2 separate regions of the Mus musculus genome follow, and region 2 is linked to region 1. A link is a contact called in public HiChIP or PLAC-seq data. All regions are on one chromosome and are shown on one strand. The core of a region is the stretch at or near the end of the contact, and the rest is flanking DNA. Distances in the headings are between cores, read along the strand shown.

What was found. HiChIP or PLAC-seq counts read pairs in DNA pulled down with a chosen protein or histone mark.
Region 2: a contact with region 1 is called in a BATF HiChIP or PLAC-seq map of CD8 T cells, with 5 read pairs. The contact joins two enhancer-like sites. A contact is called at or near these places in 9 of 484 Hi-C or Micro-C datasets (B cells, CD4 T cells, CD8 T cells and 5 more), 7 of 115 datasets of contacts at active chromatin or transcription factors (CD8 T cells, bone marrow-derived macrophages, heart atrium and 3 more) and 3 of 9 other capture datasets (adipose tissue, liver and pancreatic islet).

What each region holds. Positions count from the first base shown.
Region 1 is chr7:75,597,902-75,602,183 of GRCm38.p6, forward strand. The region is part of intron 5 of Akap13 (A kinase (PRKA) anchor protein 13); the gene reads left to right. Among named protein-coding and RNA genes, the nearest start is that of Akap13, 140 kb to the left of the region's middle. Within about 2 kb of position 2,615, at least 50 of the 459 cell types and tissues checked have an H3K27ac peak or open chromatin away from gene starts, as enhancers often do. A contact at or near this core is called in B cells, CD8 T cells, Th1 cells and 1 more, where this site is marked.
Region 2 is chr7:75,699,552-75,703,948 of GRCm38.p6, forward strand. All of the region lies in intron 16 of Akap13 (A kinase (PRKA) anchor protein 13), which reads left to right. Among named protein-coding and RNA genes, the nearest start is that of AU020206, 80 kb to the right of the region's middle. Within about 2 kb of position 2,395, at least 123 of the 459 cell types and tissues checked have an H3K27ac peak or open chromatin away from gene starts, as enhancers often do. A contact at or near this core is called in B cells, CD8 T cells, Th1 cells and 1 more, where this site is marked.

The DNA.
Region 1 (4,282 bases), core at 1,365-3,864:
TAAATTTTCAGCTTGCTCAGGCCTAAGTGAAGTATCTACTTGATGGGGTAATGAGATCTTTTCCCATCAGTCTCTAGCTGATCAAATGCTGGCAGAGTTTCTTCTTTGTAATCAATTGGAAACAAAAAAGTTTTGATTCTTTATCATAGAGAAACGTGCGTCCTTTTCACTTAATCTATTGAACAGTGCTGTTATTGGGGAGAATAATGTTAAATGTTGCTGCAAAAGCAGATTAGAGAAAAGATGAATCATCATACTAGTTTATGAAAATTTTTTTCTTTATTGTGACTTAAGTTATTGGTCAAACTGATAGATGAAGTAAATATATTTCAGTAGTAAATTCTGAGAAGCTAAGTCAAAGCAATAGGCTTTCTAAAAATATATAAGGTCCCTAGAAACTTACTGGTTTGTTTAAAGGTTTTGTTTTGAACTTCAGTGACTTAGTATATTGCTAAATGAACTTCCTGACTGAAGGTTGAGGGTCCAATCAGACTAATAAGCAAAATTGTCTTTTTCAAGTGAAGAAAGTAGTTTATAGACTAATACCTTCATTGCCATTTAACGTTACTGATTTCTTTAACGAATTGGGTTTTTTTATTTTCTTTTTTATTGGTTAATATATTTATTTACCTTTCAAATGTTATCTCCCTTACCAGTTTCCCCTCCACAATCCTCCTATCCCTTCCCCCTTCCCTCCATGAGGGTACTCCCCACCCACTCGCCCACCCACTCCACCTAAGCACCCTAGCATTTTCCTACTCTGAGTCATAGAGCCTCCACAGGACCAAGGGGCCACCCTCCCATTGATGCCAGACCAGGCAATCCTCTGCTACATATCCAGCTGGAGCCACGGGTCCCCCCATGTGTACTCTTTGGCTTAGTCCCTGGGAACTTTGGGGGCTCTGGTTGATTGATACTGTTGTTCTTCCTATGGGGTTGCAAACCCTTTCAGCTTCTACAGTCTTGCCCTAACTCCAGCATTGGGGTTCTCACACTCAGTCAAATGTTTCGCTGCGAACATCTGCCTCTGTATTGGTCAGGCTCTGGCAGAGCCTCTCAAGGGACAGCTATACCAGGCTCCTGTCAGCAAGCACTTCTTGGCATCAGCAATAGTGTCTGGGTTTGGTGTCTGTAGATGGGATGGACCCCTAGGTGGGGCAGTCTCTGGGTGGACTTTCCTTCAGATTGCTCCACTCTTTGTCCCTGTATTTCCTTTTGACAGGAGGAATTCTGAATTACTATTTTTGAGTTGGGTGGGTGGCCCCATCCCTCAACCTGGGGAGCCATGCCTAGCCACTGGATATGGTCTCTACAGGTTCTATCTTGCTTTTGTTGGGTATTTCAGCTAATGTCCTCTCTGTTGGGTTCTGGGAACCCCTTGGATCTCTGGCCTCTGAAACTTTCTAGTGACTACCCCCAGTTTCCTCTCCCCCACTGACACACCTTCCTTCAAATTCCTGACCCTTTGTACTTCTCTCTCATCTTCTCCATATCTCAACCGTCCCACCTCCCCCCCCCCTTCTCTGATCCCACTCTCCTTCTACCTCCTGAGATTATTTTCTTCCCCCTTCTGAGTAGGACTGTAGCATCCAAACTGTGGTGTGGTCTTCCTTCAAATGGTCTGTGAGTTGTATTGTGCGGATTCTGAGGTTTGGGGTTTTTTTTGTTGTTGTTGTTTTGTTTTGTTTTTTGATTTTTGGCTAATATCCACTTATCAGTGAATGTATACCTGAGATTCCACCTCACACCAGTCAGAATGGCTAAGATCAAAATCTCAGGTGACAGCAGATGCTGGCGAGGATGTGGAGAAAGAGGAACACTCCTCCATTGCTGGTGGGATTGCAAGCTGATACAAACACTCTGGATATCAGTCTGGTGGTTCCTCAGAAAATTGGATAGTTCTACTTGAGGACCCAGCTTATACCACTCCTGGGCATATACCCAAAAGATGCTCCACTATATAACAAGGACACATGCTCCACTATGTTAATAGCACCCTTCATTATAATGGCCAGAAGCTGGAAACAACACAAATGTCCCTCAACAGAGGAATGGATACAGAAAATGTAGTACATTTACACAATGGAGTACTACTCAGCTATTAAAAACAATGACTTCATGAAATTCACAGGCAAATGGATGGATCTAGAAAATATCGCCCTGAGTGAGGTAACTCAGTCACAAAAGAACACACATGGTATGCTATAATCTCAGCATTAGACAAACGAAAATAGAAAGATTATGAGTTCTGGCCCAGCCTGAGGGTCATATTGTAATCTAAGAACAATGGGGTAAATTGCATTTAGAAAACCTTGTATTTATTACAGTTTATCTCCATCTTTTACTAGCAACCCAATAATCTTTTAAGTAAATTTCTCCCATTGGGTTGTTAGTGTCTTCAGGTGTCTTATACTGCTCCTGGTTTTTAAATCATGAGTACTTAACACATTGGGCCATTTGAAGAATTTTTTTTTAAGGTTATCTGTCTACCCACTCCAGAAGCAAAGCAATTCTTACTTTTTTTTTTCCTTTGTAGTAGAATCTTAACAAATACCTGAGCACCTGTAGTGTGCCAAGGGAGTGTCTAGTAAACAGTGGAAACATGTTGTTCAGAAGACACATGTCCTTTGTGCCCAGGTGAGGTTAAAGATGAGTAACTAAACCACAGTAGTCATGCTGCGCTCAGAAGAATGTTTTCCAGAGCCATGTTAGAAACCGCACACAGTTTGGTGCTCGTGAAAATGTTTGAAAACAATATAAATTACCGTTGACAAGAAGTTTGAAAGTTTGAAGGCTTTTTCAGGATCTGTTTGAATATGACAATTTAAGACAGTTACTACTGTCTAATGTAGTCATAAAATGATGTCTGTACTGCATAAATGCCAGTTGATAATAAAATACCTTTTGCTTTCATCATAGTGGGAGTTTTCTCACCATGATCTAGAAAGGGAGTTGAGGAGGAGGAAGTGGCGGAGATCTCTGTAGAGCTTTCTGTACTATTAAGTTCCTTTATCTGCAGGTCTCCATTTCACTCGGTTTTTTAAAAAAGATCTTTACCAGGACATCCTGATTCACCAACTAAAAGAAACAAAATTTCTGTAGTGTGTGTGTAGGTAGGCTTTTGTGTCCTGCCAGACTTGGTTTAGTTACAATAAAATCATTGCATGTAGCTTTAAAAGTAAACTTTAGGTAACCAGGCACAAGTTAAGGCTAAGAGACAACTTAATCACTAATGGTAGCTATAGGAAAGGTTCTACTTAAAACCATGCAGAGTGGATCCTCTGCAGATGCAAAGCACACTAAACAAAGAATGTAACTTTGAAATGAAAAATGAGGTGATTTTATATATAAAGAAGGTCCATGTTTTGAGAATGGTAGGATGTGTGGGCAGACCTTGGTAAAGGCGGGGGGTTGGGGGGAGTAATAGGCAACACAAGCTATACCTTCCCTGTGCTTAGCCCTTGATGTTCATTTTATCCATTTCTTGAAATAGTGATTGAACTGTCATATCCCTATGTACAGATTATAGAAGTAAGTTCCAGAAAAATTAGGACACTTTATGGTATATAAGCAAGAAATTCAATACTTGGATTTAAATCCAGAAATCTCAGCTCTGTTCATTATACGTTGTATCTGAATGACAAAAAAAGGACACAATACCTAGGATCAGCGCTTCCAAGAAGTGCATCCAAAAACATAAGACGCTCCTTGACTTGAAATGTGTGACAAAATATATATAGTGAGAATATGACAGTAGGTGATACACTGCATGCTTTATCTCTGTTCATCTTAAACCCTTAAATCCCTCCATACAGCCCAAAACCCATGTGCAGGGTGCATTGCCTGGGTGGATCTTGTGAGGAGAGGTCAAGTTAGAAGTGCTGTGAGCTGTATAGAAGAAGCCCACTTGGCTTGAAACAAACCCAGTTGCATATAATAACAGAACACTGATGAGAGAGCTCATTACTTCTTTCCGTGGTCACTTGTTTTAACATGTTTTCAAGTAAGCCTTTTCTCCTTACTAAACCTGAAGTTTCCTACATTTATCAGAAAAATAGTTTCATGTTTTTATTCTTAGGCCAGAAGTTATTCATGTCTGTACTCATACGAACTTTATTTGTATACCACACATGTTTATGAGTTGAGCAAAATTGAGTTTTTATTTTTATATTTTGGTGTTTTGTTTGGTACTTCAGATCAAACCCAGGGTCTTGCAAATGGTAGCCAAGTGTTCTACCACTGAGCCACATAACCAGCTTTTGGTTTCTAAATTAAAAAAAAA
Region 2 (4,397 bases), core at 1,145-3,644, 100 kb after region 1:
GGTAATACAGACAGAAAAAAAAGATAATGTGGAATCAGACTTAGAAACTGGAACGTCATCTTTAAAACAGAATCTCACCCAACTTCCGTACTCTATAGACTGTGTTTCAAGTAGCAAGTCTAGATAATGGTCTGGCAGAGCTACGTGAGGTCTGGCTTCCCACACATGTTGCCTGTCATCGTGTGCTTATTTTTCAGCAAAATCCACTACTAAGTAGTTCTTTTTCATTTGTCTTTAATATTTTTTCACTTCAAATGACTACCATTAGGTAAGAGGCAGGTGATGAGATGGGACAGGAAAATAGGCTACCTGTGTTCGAGTCAGGTCTGTCATCACCGTTAAAGAACCAGTTGACTTCTTGCCTCCATTCCTCTCTGTCGACAAAATGACAACACTCTTTTGCAATTGACATGGTTCCTCTTTCTGACTTGGCTTCAAGATTTGATCTTTGGGGGCTAAACTGTCTCCAGCAATAGAAACTCCAAAAATTGCAAATTCATAACTCTGCAGATTGCAGTACGGTTCCCTTTACTGTGTGTTTTCAAGTACCCCTGTGGCCAGGCATGTTAACCTGCCGTCTTTCCTGTGAGTGGAGGTTAGCTTACTGTTAAATAAGACTGTTATACAGCTGCTACAGAACACTGTGACCTTGTCAGTATAAGCAGAGGTAATGAGAGAGAATTAGTTGTGTGTCCACCCAATTATACAGATAAGTGAGTATCAGTCAACTCTTTTTCCTAACTATTGAATGATGTTTCCTATATTGTTTAAAAAAAAAAGTGATACCATAGATATTAACACTATTTTTTCTATAAAAATAATGAACTTTCACTTCTCTTACCCTGTTTAGGAGTTGGTTGTTTTCTCTTTTTCTTCAGTGCTGGAGATTGTAGGGCCTTGCACATATTGGGCCAGTAATGTAACCACTCAAGTGCTAAGATTATTAATTTTTAAATATGTGTTAATGAGACCATATAGTTATTCAGCTGCTAACCAATACATATGAGTTGTATCTGAATATAGTTAGGAAAGTCTCTCTGAGTAAACATAGTGTGTGTGTCTATGAGAAGACAATTATAAACTTGAGTTTGTTATCCCACATGTTAAGCTGTGACTGCCAACACTCTTTGGACTCTCTGAGTAGCCAAAGTTAGCTATTAGGCAGCAAATGTTTCACACTCCTAGACAATATGTGTTGCCCAATAGTGCCAAGTTTTTCTGTGTATAGTTTTTATTATATAAGGAATTTAGTTATCAGTCCTGCATACATAACCTTTGAGTCAGCTGTAACATGCAGACGTTGCAGATGTATAGACGGAATGCTTTTCAGAAGCTTAGGAGCCCTAAACAGGAAGCGTAAGAGGAAGATGGGCAGTTTCTCTTTTGTCGTATTGTCTTTGAGCAGTAGTTCTGTTTCCTGCTGAGTAAATTGTGTGTATTATACATGTATTAAGGTCCTTGGATACATACACACTGTTGCCTTCACGAAGAGAGTGGTCTTCACGCCACTGATTGTCTTTTTCTATTAAGCTCTCGTTTTTACAAGGACAGCTTCAAGACACAAGACACATTTTAAACCAGTTCCTAGTATGACTCAAAAGTTCTCTGACTAAAAAGGACTTTCTCGCCAGCTGATACCTTAGTTAACGTTATAGTGAGCCATTCAGACCCAATTCCGAGTTTCTGTGCCTTGTATATGAAAGAATTTCCCAAGATGCCTAATCACATTTGGTTTTCATGCTCACAGAATACCCTACCTTCTAAAAGGATAGGATTAAGAAAGTGAAAACCAAGTTTCTTGCATAGCACCCTAGTATTATTGTGCCCAGTCTCATCATTTTTAAATGTCATTGGATTCTTATTCCACAGTACAGTTAAAGCATGTTAGCAATAGTTAAATATAGACATATTAAATTTAAGAATAATAACCAATTACCATTTTACCATTGTCAACTTTTCTAAAATATCTTCTTATAAAACATTGCTAGCTGGCCGTGGTGGTGGCACACCTTTAATCCCAGCACTCAGGAGGCAGAGGCAGGCGGATTTCTGAGTTCGAGGCCAGCCTGGTCTACAAAGTGAGTTCCAGGACAGCCAGAGCTATACAGAGAAACCCTGTCTCAAAAAACCAAACAAACAAACAAAAAAACCAACATTGCTTTTTTATGCAGTTAGGAATATGTTTTTTAGGAGATGTGCTTTTTAACTTACAGTATTAGTGTGGCCTTGATCCTTGCCATATTTCCCATACTACAATGCAAATGCTGTCCGCACATGTATTTGAGAGTTACTTCAGTTTTCTTTCATTTCCTGTGTTCTTCAGGGTAGAGTGGTTAGCTTTACCAGCAGCATTCAAATAGTTAAGACTGTCTCAAGGAAGCAGGCAGCCTCAACCCTCCCCTTATGCACTTTCTCAACCACTCTCTGGCTTCCTCTTACCGTTTTGCTAATGGTAGCTGTGAGCTGTCTGCCTGCCGGCATGAGCATCTTCTGTGAGAGGACATTTCCTGGCATGGGGGTCAAATCATGTCAGTAAAATGGGGTCGGCTTCCCGAAGTTCCTCTCATAACCGTGAGATTCACGGGACTAAAACATGGGCAGGTAAGAGCCTGACTTCTTCAAAGCACTGAGTTACAGCAGGGGGAGGCCATGTGTAGTTTGTTGTTTTGTTTTTGTTCTTGGAGGAACTCATCTGGATTACTGTAAAGGATGAGAACATGGATTATTCAGATCTGAGGAACATTACAGTTCGCCAGAGGCTCACCTAGCTGGCCTAGAAAGTTGTGCTGTTTGCTTTTTTTTTTTAACCATTGGTGTATGCTTTTAACGGTCAAGCCAAAAAAAAAAAAAAATAGTTTTAACTTAACAATTTACTCAGAGAAATTTGCAGCAAAAAACTCGCTAAAAGGGCTGTGCTCAAGGTGTGGTGATTCAGAATCAGGTTCTATGCATTTTAGCAGTTACTAATTTCTGTTCAGAAGAGTTTCCTGTTTTGTAAGGTGGTTTTCCCCTGTCCTTTCTGTTTGGTGTTTTTTGTTGTGGTTTTTGTTTTTTGTTTTTTGGGGTTTTTTTAAGTTTTAACATGCATCGGTTTGGCTTTTGAGGGGGGGGGTGCTCCATGTATTCTGTTAAGGGAGAGTTTCACATGAATCATAGATTTTACAAACAGCCCATTTCATAATATTGGGTGGGTTCTGAACTTTAGAAAATCAGACAGTTTGAGTTCCTATTTGTTACTGATGATTGCTCTGTGACCCTTTGCAACTCAAGGGAGATTGCCAGCCCTTTACAGTAAGTGTGGTGGATGAGAGCTGAGCTTTAGTGATCCCAGACTGCATCAACTGCAGCTTCAACAGTTCCTGCTCTGGGCGCCAAAAAAAAAAAAAAGTATTAGTCATCTTTAAGCCTCAGTCTCTTTAAATATAAAATGGAGATAATTAGAACAGTGCCCTGTCTTAAGAAAATACATGTGAGTTACTCATTCCCAGAGCCTGACACATAGTAGCCATTCATTATCTTAAGTGTCATGCATTGTCCTCTCTGTAGTAGAGCGGGGAGCATGATGCCCTCTTGCCAACTGAGTCTATGTCCATAACCTCTACAGGTAGCACGGATGAGTCACAGAGTTAGACACTGTCATGGTCACTCACTCTGAGAAGCTCACTTCCTGGGTTTTTTTTTTTTTTTTTCGATTATAGTCCTAGTATATAACTGTAGGTAAAATTCACCTCTATGAATTGTAGCACTTCATGGTCTAGTTAATTTGTAAGGGAATTATTCCCTTAATCTTGGGGATTCCCTACCCTGGGTGCCCAGTCTTCTGAGAGGAAATGGGTGCTGTAGTAATCAGCTTGAGGAGACAAAGAAGGAGGTCTGGGCAAGTTTCCTGGCAGGGCCTCTTGTCTTTCTGTACTTCTCTTCTTCCATGCTTTGCACCAGCACCCTTGAAACTGCTCCTGGCCTATTGTCTCCTGCCACAAGTCAAAATGTCCTTCCTTCACTACAAAAGAGTGTGGTTTTGTGTTGTTTTGGGAGAGTTAATACACTGGTGACACTCATTTTCAGTGAGGTATTTATTATATGTATTAAATGTTACTTAGAGCAAAACTATAAGTGGACACCTGTCCCATTTGCAAATGAAATGACTAGGGCTCAGAGAAATAACTTCCTCTCAGCCCCACCATAAGTAGAACTTAGAACTGCCTTTATTCCTAACCTCTGTGCAGTCCTCTACCTTCTTCTCACTGGCCTGTCTGTCACCATTTGAACACTGAACCAAAATTAATATCTGGTAACCTACTGAGTTCTAATTAGTAAAAAAACAGTATATGCGGGGTTATTTAATAGTTCTGATTAGAGAAAGGAAGAAAATGTCATCGTTCCTCAGGGACATAAAT